Linked DNA regions of Mus musculus: region 2 is linked to region 1. Evidence: chromatin contacts called from public Hi-C data. All regions are on one chromosome and are shown on one strand. Each heading gives the region's core, a stretch centred on a gene start, on an enhancer-like site or on the middle of the called end of the contact. The rest is flanking DNA. Distances are from core to core; before and after follow the strand shown.

Region 1 (5,814 bases), core at 987-3,486:
GACCCTCTGCCTCTGCTCTGTGGTCACAGCTCAAGCATGTTATCCACACTTTAGAGAGTACCAGTGAGAACCAGACAATCAGGGGCTCTGACCACCGCCATCTCAATCCCAGGAGTGTGGACAGTGTGCAGGGCCCGGCCCAGAACAGCACTGAGCAAGCCTCACCCCAAACTCTTGGACGGCACACCCTGCTTCCTACTTCTCCAGCTCTGACCACAAGTTTCCAAAGAACACCCAGAATCCAAAGCCCCTGCCTGTCCCCTGCGGAACTTGTCAAGTCCTTGTGGAAAACACCAGATTCCCTCTCTGTCTTTCTACCCAAATGTCCTTGGCATACCTCTGTAAAACAGAAACTATGCCCGGGAGAGCTGACATTTCCGTGGTCACTTCTAAAAGTACAAAGTCAGTCTCTGGGTCAGCGGTTCTCAACCTCTATAGGTTACGACCCCTTTGGAGGTTGGATAACCTTTCACAGGGGTCACATATCAGATATCCTGCATATCAGATATTTATATTACGATTCATAACAGTAGCAAAATTGCAGTTATGAAGTAGCAGTGAAAGAATTTTATGGCTGTGGGTCACCACCGCATGCAGAACTGTGTTAAAGGGTCACAGTGCTAAGAAGGTTGAGAACCACTGAACTAGGTCCTGAGGGACATAGCCTGCTCTAACACCACCTGCAAACAGGGTAACCTTGGCTTCCCCTCAGGACTGATGAACCAAGTCAACCACACTCTGCTCCCGCTTGGAATCAGTCACCATTGAAAATGAAGACACAGAAGTTGTCATTGTCTTCCTTAGAACCCCACCCCCGACCCCATCTCTCCCCTTTCTGACTAACCTCACCCTCTCTTTTCCTCCCCCAAGCCCTTGTCCAGGTTTGTCCCATTCCCATCTCTTCGGGTCTCACTTTGCCTCATCCCCACAGCCCACTGACAGCTTCTCCTGTACCCAGGAGGTCAGGATTCCACAACCATCAGGTACCATTGTCTTTATATCCATCTTCAATGTCCTCTGCTCCACAATTCCCCATACTTCCTCAGCCCCCCAAATTTTCCTGTTTCATCTGTCCAGTCACCTCTGCAGCTGACTCTTGCTCTGTACCTTACTGTGTCACAATTGTCCCCAAAGATAAGAATCATTCCCTAAGTCCCTTGGATCTAACACTGGCTTGGTACAATGAATGATCCACAACCACAAAAGCAACTTGAATCCACTTGTTCACAAACACTCGTGTCAGAATCAGTCAGGAAACCACAGAAATAACCAGTCAAGGGCTGGGGAACTCTGAAAATCTTTTCTGTAAAGGGCAGGATAGAATATATTTGTTGTAACCACTGAGTCTTGCCATTACAGCAGAAAGCAGAGGTAAACAATATGTAAATAAGTGGGTGTGGCTATGTTTAAATAAAACTTTATTTAAGATGCAAATGGTGGGCCAGATTTGGTATAGTTTCCTGGACCCTGAATTAGACTATTCAGTACATGAGACATGAAGCAGACAGCCTCATTGTTAGCAAAGACTCCTCTATTTTCCTGCAGACATAGATGAAAGAGGAGAGAGAGAGAGAGAGAGAGAGAGAGAGAGAGAGACCCCTCTGGCCCTTAAAGCAGCCACGGGCAGAACAAAATTTAACCCAAAGTGAGCAACAGATTCATCTAAAGAGACAAGGTGACCAGCCACCAACAGAAGATTCCAGAAGACAGGGCACTGTTTGGGCATTACCATTTCTATTATTCCTATTATTGATGCTGTCACTTCTGTTGATGCGTTCTGGCCTAACCGATGTCTAGAGAAAGAAAGAAAACAGAAGCAAAAATTAGCTGCAGGGCAGAGGGGGGGGAGGGGAGCAGAAACCCATCGGAAATTTAATTAAATAAATAGATTTCTTGACTAGGAGAGAAAGGAGATGTGACATGTTCCCAAATCTGACTTCCTGCAAGCCCCTGCTTCCTGGAGAAGTGGCAGAGTGGAGAATTGAAAACTAGCCCCCACCTCAGAACAAGTGGCTCTCCGACACCCCTATCTCATACACTCCTGTCGCACTTGATCACATCCACCCACACGGGCAGGGGCTCCTTTCTCTCTCTTACCCTCCACCAATAAACACATCGGCAGAGAAAGCCTGGGTTCTTTCTAAACTGCCTCCTGAGAGCTCACTTCTCGGCTCATGCTTTCCCCCAAACAGCCTTGCGTAACCTCTTTACTTCCAGAGATTTCATGCCTCGCCTGTTCCACGCCGACAAATGTGCCATCTGGCCAGTCTCTCACTAGAATCGGAAAGGGACAGCCAGAGCCTGTTCCTTTGTGGGTCCCTCATCCAGAAATTGGGAGCAAGAACACCAGGCTTCGGTTTGAAAGCTCCCTCAGCAGGTGATGGTGCTTACAGCCAAACCTGGAGAGCTGAGTTTGATCCTTGGACTCCTCATGGTAGGAGAGGATCAGCTCTTCAAGTTGTCCTCTGACCAAAAGTGTATGTGTGCTCGCTCCCTCGCTCCCCCTTCTTACTCTCTCTCTCTCTCTCTCTAGCATTCTCTCTCTCTCTCTCTCTCTCTCTCTCTCTCTCTCTCTCTCTCTCACACACACACACACACACACACACACACACACACACCCCAAATTGACATAATACTCTCTTTTAAATGTCCTTAGAGCTGGAGAGATGCCTTAGCGGTTAAGAGCACTGACTACTCTCCCAGAGGTCCTGAATTCAATTCCCAGCAACCACAAGGTGGCCCACAACCATCTGTAATGGTATCTGGCGCCCTCTTCTGGTGCATCTGAAGATAGCGACAGTGTATTCATAGACATAAAATAAATAAATCTTCAAATGCCCTTAATCCACAAATAAGGTAGCTGGGGAAAGTAAACTGGAGTTGGAGGAATATTCTGGGAGGACTGGGGATGGATTAAAACCATGTAGGTGTGAACACTACACAGCACGTGTAGTTGCTGCCTTGGTAGCAACAAGATACGGTTCGCCTGTATCTGATCTCATTTCATTCCCAAAACAACCCCAAGGGTGGTACTGAGAGACCAAACCAAGAACAACACACCTTGCAGGCTAAGGTTCTCTTTGCTCTTAGGACCGTTAACAAGTTCCTTCTTGTCCTGTGGTAGGTCATTCTGAGTTAAAGTTTCTATTTGCAACTAAGAATAAGTGCCTTTTTCTTGGATCCGATGTAAAGTGCAAAACATGTTTTTCAGCCTACACTAAACTGGGGACAAGATGTATAATATCCTTACCCTGTTCCTTCCCTTTCATTGTATCTTTGTAACAATGTATCAAGCCGACTCTCCCGCCCCTGTGAATGCTTTATCCCTCCTATAAAAAGGACTTCAAGAAGCCAGCAGAGGCGTCTCTCCCAAATCCCCACTTAAGGTAAGACCAGGCTGACCAGTCCCAGATGCACCCCAAAATACAACTTGCTTTAAATAGGCAACTGTGGATCTGATCTTTTTTCCTCTTGATTCTCCTCTGGTTTAACAGTATTTCCAGGCCAGGCAGTGCCAACCCAGAGAGGCCAAAGGCCACAGAGCAATCACCCTGCAGAGTCCTGGGAACACAGCAGGTACTCGATGGGTGCTGGTTCCCACTTAATGTGTGCATGAGCGGCATGCTAAGGCCAGGCCATCTTGGTCACCCTCACCTCAAGAGTCAGTGAACCCACCTCTGTTTTTAAGGACACACCAACAACGACAACAAAGGGTTTCTTTTCCCCCTATCAAGTTTGTATCATGACGGTCCAGCAAGAGAGTCAACTGAAGTGTTAATGTGGTTTTTTTTTTTTACATTTTGTTTGTTTTATTTATGTTTGTGTGTTCATGTGTGTACATGTGTAGAGGTCAGAGGACAACCTGCAGGGACGGTCTCTTCTTCTTCTATGTAGGTCTCAAGAGTCTAGCTTGTCAGCAGACAAGCACCTTGCTCTGATGAGCCATCTCACCAGCCTCTAACTGGCTTTTGTGTGCAGAGATGATGCCCACATCTCTGGTACAACGCAGCCCACTGACAAAACTCCCAATAGACTCTCAGAGGACGGGCCAGCATCCAGCTGGCATTGCAGAGCAAGCCAGGGGCAGGGCTGACCCAGTAGAGCATCCCTTTATACTCCAAAGTCCAAAGTTCCAAAGTTCCACTACCCTACCCTTTCTCCTTCCTCCCCACCAACATGCCCCTGTTCCCTCCTCCTCCTAGGACATCCAACCATCTGCCAGCACTTCCTGGATGTGGCTAGCACACTGTCCTTGAAACGGTCATGGCTTTCACTCGGGATGTGAACCCCCCACCCTCGAATTCAGCCTGTGCTCTTGAAGCTCCAGAGATTTCAGACAAATCTGACTAAATCCTGTTGGGTGACCTTGGCCAAAATGCCTGCCTTCAAGATGAAGGCGACTACCGCAGCCACAGAGCGAGCTCCTCCAGGTGACACTGACTTCATGACTGTCCCGGGTGCAGCCTTGGCCATCCATCGCTCTGAGCTTAACTCTTCTCATACAACAGACAGCGCAAGATCTGCCTGAAAAGGTGTGGTTCTGGGGTCCTCCACAGAAGCGTCTGTGCACACAGCGTGTGCAAAGAGCCCATTGTGGGCACAAACCTGCTCCCACTGACCATCAGGGCAAGACAAACATCCGTGAAGAGAGTCACGCAAGATGAGCACATTTCATATCATTTCCACATTCATTGGCTCTGAGACATTCAAAAAAGACCAAGCCTTTCTTCAGAAGGATATCACTCACACACACACACACACACAAACACACACCACCACCACCACCACCACCACCACCACCACCACCACCACCACCATCTCAACTGTTTCTGGGCCCTACAAGCCACTGTAAATACCTTAGCTAAAAAAGAAAAAGAAAAGAAAGAGGAAAGGGAGAGAGAGAGGGAAGGAAGGAAGGAGGGAAGGAGGGAAGGAGGGAAGGAGGGAAGGAAGGAAGGAAGGAAGGAAGGAAGGAAGGAAGGAAGGAAGGAAGGAAGGGGAAGGGGAAGGGGAAGGGGAAGGGGAAGGGGAAAGGAAAGGGAAGGGAAGGGAAATAAAAAAGTCTGGACTTAGAACTACCACATCCAAACATACTTTAAGGATACTCTGCATAAGCCCTAGACCTAAGATCACTTCCTCTTCTTCCCATAACTCTTTGGCACAAAGGTCAAAGGGCAATGGGAGGAGCTGTGACCCTGCCTAGGAACTGAAACTACTCTCTAAGACAACATGGACACTTGAACCCCACTTTCTCCCAGCAGGGACCTCACTAACATCCACCTTGAAACATCTATGGACTTTTTAAAGATTTCTTTTCATCTAATGTTTGCCTTAATATTGCATTGCACCAAGGGGGGAAGGGGTGCAGTACCTGATGATGCCAGAAGAGGGCGTCAGACATTCCCCCCCCCCCCAGGAGGGGGGTTACAGAAGGTTGCGAGCCACCATGTGGCTACTAGGAATGAAACCACGGTTCACAATTAAAGAAGCCAGTGCTCTTAACCACTGAGCCATCTCTCAAGACTGCCGGCTTTTACAACCCAAAATGGTCCAAGAAGGTATTAAAAAATATTTCTGAGCTGTGACGCTGTGCAGGAAAAAGAATGCTGAGCGGATTCGTAACTTGGCATCTGGTGCATGAATGAAAAGAAGCTGGGAAGCAGGAAACAGGAAGGAAACCGGAATAGGGCGCTACCCTCCCCCAAGACCCTGAAAATTCACAGGATCCGGGAGGATTCTGTTCTGCTCCCCCAGCCCCTGGGCTTCCCCAGTCTTCAGCAAGATCCATGGTGGTACCGATAAGTAACCAGCTTG
Region 2 (5,814 bases), core at 2,415-4,914, 110 kb before region 1:
GGTCTTCAAGCAGCTGTGAGCCACCAACCCTCAGTGCCAGGAAACAAACTTGGGTCCTTGGTAGAGTGGCAAAGGCCCTTACCCCCAGGCCCCCTTTCCAGTTCCCCTCTTTTTACTTTTTATTCTTAAGCCTGGTTTGACCAGGCTGCCCAGGCTTGAACTTGTGACCCTCCTGAGTCCCCAGGATGTTTGGGCCAGTGCTGCCAGGCCTGCTCATACATTCCTCTTTGTAATTTAAAAAGATAATTGTGAAAACTCGCTTTCAGGACAAGAGCCGGAGAAAGCAGACCAGGGAATAATTAAGAATTGACTGCGCCGGTCTGGGTTCAAGTGAAGATGTTTGGACCTCTGCTGCTATCTCCCTGGGTGGGCCACACAGAATTCTAGCTCATTACCTAATAAAATGTGAATTTAATATCGCCATTAAGAGTAAGCGATTGATCTGGTTGGAAAAGCATCCTACCGGAAGATAAAAGCCCGGGCTGTTGACATCTGCATGCGGAGAAAGGTCCCTTCGTATTTTCCCACTGTACTCTGATACTTTCCACAATAGAAACTTAGGGAGGGCAAACAGAATCAGCATCATAGGGCTGCCTTTTAATTTACACCCATGAAATAATTCCGACGCTCATGCCTAAAGTGTTTAATGTTTATTCTGGAAATGTCAGCGACGCTCTGAAATTTACTTCAATATTCTCGAAGCATTATCTCTCCATTAATATGTGAATGAAGAAGAAGTGTGTCACCATGCCCCCCCCCTCCCCCAGCCCCCTGCACCGTTCTTGACATCTTTTCTTGATGAGCTGAGACCTGGTTTGAATTTGAATTTGATACTCGTGATCACCAAATGCACACACATTGAAGACAACATTTCGGGTAAGAAAAATATCTGGTATTTTCTAGCGTCAAAAAACCTGGCTTTCATTCTTTCTGCTGGGGCAGGGAATGCCCAGCCCTCTCAGCCCTGGGGTGGCCTTCCCCACCATGGTCACAAGAACAAGCATCTATGGCTAATCAGTCCACTCCTCCCTAGTAAGGTATGCACCAGAGCCAAGAAGGTGTGTCCCCTTCCTATTTACACACACAGACACTGTCATCCCTTCATCCAGAACAGCAGTCCCCAACCTGTGGGTTGTGACTCCCTTGGAGGGTTCCATGGCCCTTTCCCGGAGTCACCTAAGACTACTGGAAAACACAGATATTTGCATCACAGTTCATAACAGTAGCAAAATTACAGTTACAAAGTAACTGTAGCAATGAAAATAAATTGTATGGTTGGGATCACCGCTACATGAGGAAATGTATTAAAGAGTCGCAGCATTTAGGAAGGGAGCAGCTCAGATAGAGGGGTTCAATACACAGTCCCTGGTCCCCAGTGTCATGTGCCTTCCTATGCCCAGTGTCCACCTATATCCATGGCTTGTCTTCAGTTGGCTGACTAAGCTGCTGACTCTGTCCACCTTGGGCTAGAACTGGCTGGAGAAAGCTAAGTCAATAAGGAGAATCAAAGACTTGTTCCTCTGTCCTTAGAGCTTTTATGTCCCAAGGGGACACAAGTCACGCCCCCTCCCAAGACTCATGATCAGGGAGACAGAGGTCACATGCCAACACCAATTTTGAGCCATGGGAGGACATCTTGAAAGTGCACCCTTCCATTATGGCCAAGCTTTCAGATCAGAACACAGCCCTGCCCACATCCAGATGGCACCTCCACGAGAGACCAGTATCCAAGCTATCCAGCTACTCTACCCTAAAATTCATAACCCGTAGATCTTCTGGGGTGACAAATATTCACACGTTTTAATTTTTGGTTTATGTCAGGGTTGGGGATTGAATCTAGGACTCCTCACATGCTAGGCAAGTGTTCTACCCTAAGCTATATCCCCAGTCCCTTCTTGCTGTTTTAAGCCATTAAACTTTGAGGCACAATCACATTGCTTAATGGCACTTAGGTCAACATTGGATATATGACAGTGGCCTCATGAAATGACAGCATTTGCTAACATCACAGGTACCTTACTTTTGGGTACATACGCTCTACAATGTTCCAGCAACAACACAATTGCTTAATGCCATGTGTCTCAGAACATACCCCTGCCATCTAACAAAGTGTGACTGCAGTTTGTTACACAGCAGGTAATACGGGCAGTGTTTAAAGAGAAGGAACAGGTAGTACCCAGTACAGTTAATTAAAATGTTTTAAAATGGTGACTCAGTAAATGGATGAATTTAGGGAAAGGGGGAGGGACGGAAATGAGTTAAATGAGAATAGGCCTAAGAGAGATGCTTTAATGGATAAACACATTTGCTTGGCAAATTTCAGGACCTAGCTGCAGATCCTCAGAACCTATGTAAAGTCAGATACAGGAGCAAAAATGTCTGTAACTCCAACATTCCCGTGGAGACTTTCGAAGTTGGGGCTGGGGATTTAGCCAAGCAAGCACAAGACCCTGGGGTTCGGTCCTCAGCTCAGAAGGGGTAGGGGTAGAGACAGAAGAATCCTGGATGTTCACAGGCCATCTGCCTCTACAGCAGTGAGCATGGGGCCCTGTCCCAAACAAGATGAGAGATGAAGACAGATAGATACCAAGGTTGTCCTCTGCCAGTATATGCTTGCTCTCTCTCTCTCTCTCTCTCTCTCTCTCTCTCTCTCTCTCTCTCTCTCACACACACACACACACACACACATACACACACACACACACACACACACACACACACACACACACACACACACATTAAAGCAAAACTGAGAAGAGGCGAAGGAATTTCCAGCCTTCACTTTCCATAGAAAACCTTCATTCCTGTGTTCCTGTGGTGAAACAATTTAGGTCACTTTCTCTGTATACATAAGAAATACAGAACTTCAAAGGCCTTGGGATGTTAAGGGTCCTTTTTTCTTTTACTATGTGTGCAGGGTACTATCAGAGAGCTAACATTCTCACCTGAATATACCCTATTAGCTCTTGCCCCTGGCTAAAGCAGGAAACCTCTTCCCAGAGTACAGGCCCCCACTCCCAGAACACCCCACTATTAAAGACTAGCTGGAGAGGGCCACTGTGCCCGGTCAGAACAACAATGTTGCCAGCCCAGGTTCCTGGCACCAGGGTGTTGGATGAAATCTTTAGGAACATTGTATCTCAGTCCAATGAAATACAATGTCCTCTCTGGTTTTCTTTACTCCCTTAACTGCTAGGGCAAGCCCACCAGCTCCCTCAGGAGCAGCTGGTGTCACACCCTTCCAATTCAGCCATCTTTTTCTTCTTCCTGCTTGTCATTCATTCCTCATTCATTCATTCATTCAAACGTAAAAACACTGAAAGTAGGCCCGGGGCCATACTTGATTGAGGAATTATTTGTAGGCCAGCAGCACTACCAGCCTGACTAAGAATCGTCTGCCTCTGTGTGGTTGCCTTTGTATTCACATTGAAGTTCAAGATTCGTCTTTGTTGTGTATTTCCTCATACGCGTGTGACGAGTGTGTGGGTGAACGTGCATGTATTATATGCACGTGGAGGGCAGAGGTTGGCATCCAATGTCTCCTCAACTGCTCTCCACCTTATCGACTGTATTGGGTCTCTCACGTGAACCCAGAGCTCAGCGGTTCACCTCGTCAAGTTAGCCAACCTATCCAGGCATCCCCATGCCTTGGCATTGCAGACTCCATGCCACAACCACCTGGCATTTACACGGGTGCCTGAGATCCCAACTCAGACCCTCACCCACTTCTTGAAGCCCACTCTCAGAAATTCTTAGTTATTATCTCCTCAGATTTTCCTTTGCCTCTTTATTTTGCCCCTGGAATCTCAAACACAAGGCTGTGCCAACCCCAAACCACCCCTAAGCATCCTGTAGAAACTCTACAGCATTTTCCATAACCTGCCACTCTCTGCTTCAATGTGGATATTTTCTTCTAACCACTCTTCCAGTTTACTGATCCTTTCACCCGTATCCAGTCTGTAATCAAACCCGTGTCTTATTACCAGCTTCCGGTATTGCTGTTGTGATTGTTAGAGAGCCCATCCTTGTTTTGCATGGGTCCCTGATATCTGTGCAAAGTCTCCATCTTCCTGTGAAGTCTCTTGCATAGCTCATAGAGATTTAACGTCTCACAGTAAAATGTAAACAACTAAGATGAGAGCCCACCAAGAAGGCACACATTTCAACAGGACAGAGTGACAGAAGCCAGATATCAGAGGGAAAAAAATGACTTCATTTGTTTCTATGTACTTCTAGACAGAAGCCAGATGGCTCATGGTTTCAGAAGGGTAAAGGGGACACAAGGTAGCGAGAATGAGAACTCTGGGGGTGGGGACTGTATGGCCATTGCTGTGGCATTCATACAGAACTATCCACCAAACAATATATTTTAAATACGTGCCATCTATTTTATCTCAAAACACTGGTTATTAAAAACAAAACAAAAACTAAATTGAGCCCACTGGGAGATAGCTGCTAATGCTGGCAAATCCCAGGACATAAGAATTCAAACTGGATTAAATCATGGTAAAGTCAAAAAGTCTGTATTTGGTAAATTAAATATCTGGCTCTCCTCAGGGTCTGGGTTTTTGTTTTTTGTTTTTTGTTTTTTTTTTTTTTTTTTTTGAGGGGGGTGTTTGGGTTTTTTCTTTTCCTTTCCTGGTTTTCAGTCATATGATTTTTGTCTCCTAATATGTCTGGTAAATTTTTACTGAATTCCTAAAATTAGAGGAGACAATTGGAGTTGCTTAGTGATGTCACCTCTCTCTAGGGAGAACTTAATTTTCTCTTCTGGCAGGCATCCGGGAGGTTGGTCACATTAATCCAGTCAGGTTTGGGGCAGATCTGATGCTAGGATTTATTTTTATAAACAATGATTTATTTCTAGTTTAGCCTTATGTGCAGAATACAATCCCTCGGGTCCCTGCTGCACACAGCAGCATTTATAAGGGCCTCCTTCTGCTTTGTAAATCTTGGGATCCATTATTCCCCTAGCAACACAACAGGAAGTTCTCTTCAGCTTCTTAGACTCTTGGCTGCCATATTGGAATTAGCAATGACTCCCGGAGGCCATTTTGGAACTAGCATAGACTTCTGGCAGCCATGTTGGAATTAGTAACAGCCTCAGAGGAAAAGTAACATTGAGCTCTGAATTCACCTTAGGACCTCTGTTCTTTCTAGGATGACAGCTACTCAAGCTCAAGCTCTAACTTGGTACCTTGCTGATGCCTTCTAACAAGTTTTAAAACAATATTTTGGTACCACATTCCCAAGTTCTTCTTGATAGCAGTATAACTCGCCATGGCATTCTAAAAGCAGGCATTCTTGTGGGATGCTAGGAAAACCTTGGGAACCTTGGAGCCTCCCTTCAAGAAACTTGTTATGCATGTTTGAGAAAGACTACAGTACTGTGTGCAAGGCTGCCAAGCCAACACCCTAGGATATGCTCTCCCCAGCATCAGACATGACTTAGTAATCCCATCCACGAATGCGGGATAAGATCATATCTGCCCACTCTTCCTGGACCTCAGCATCACAACCTCCTCCCAACACCACCTTCATGTCCTTCTTTTCTTCTTCTTCTTCCTCTCCTCCTCCTTTTTCATAACTTACTGAGTCCAAACTATGCTGCTTGTATGTTCCCGAGTGTAGGGTACCATCCACTGGAGCACGGGTAACCTACCATGGGCCACAGCACAGAAGGAAACCCATTCTCCTTCCTCCAATAGCCATCAAGTGTGCACAGCTCTCACATGCATAAGACTGCCCAGAGCTCTCCTGTGCGTAAGACTGACTCTCCAAAGTGGGATTTGAGCAGTGGGGATGATTTTTTTT

What was found. A called contact is a pair of places that touch in the nucleus more often than the background predicts.
Region 2: a contact with region 1 is called in a Hi-C map of the N1E-115 cell line, with 2.1 times the contacts expected there. The contact joins two enhancer-like sites. A contact is called at or near these places in 5 of 484 Hi-C or Micro-C datasets (the N1E-115 cell line, cortical neurons, embryonic ectoderm and 2 more) and 1 of 9 other capture datasets (embryonic stem cells).

Annotation. Positions count from the first base shown.
Region 1 is chr5:117,519,628-117,525,441 of GRCm38.p6, reverse strand. The region is part of intron 3 of Ksr2 (kinase suppressor of ras 2); the gene reads right to left. Among named protein-coding and RNA genes, the nearest start is that of Gm42013, 38 kb to the right of the region's middle. Within about 2 kb of position 2,236, at least 7 of the 459 cell types and tissues checked have an H3K27ac peak or open chromatin away from gene starts, as enhancers often do. A contact at or near this core is called in the N1E-115 cell line, where this site is marked.
Region 2 is chr5:117,634,346-117,640,159 of GRCm38.p6, reverse strand. All of the region lies in intron 5 of Ksr2 (kinase suppressor of ras 2), which reads right to left. Among named protein-coding and RNA genes, the nearest start is that of Gm42013, 150 kb to the right of the region's middle. Within about 2 kb of position 3,664, at least 3 of the 459 cell types and tissues checked have an H3K27ac peak or open chromatin away from gene starts, as enhancers often do. A contact at or near this core is called in the N1E-115 cell line, where this site is marked.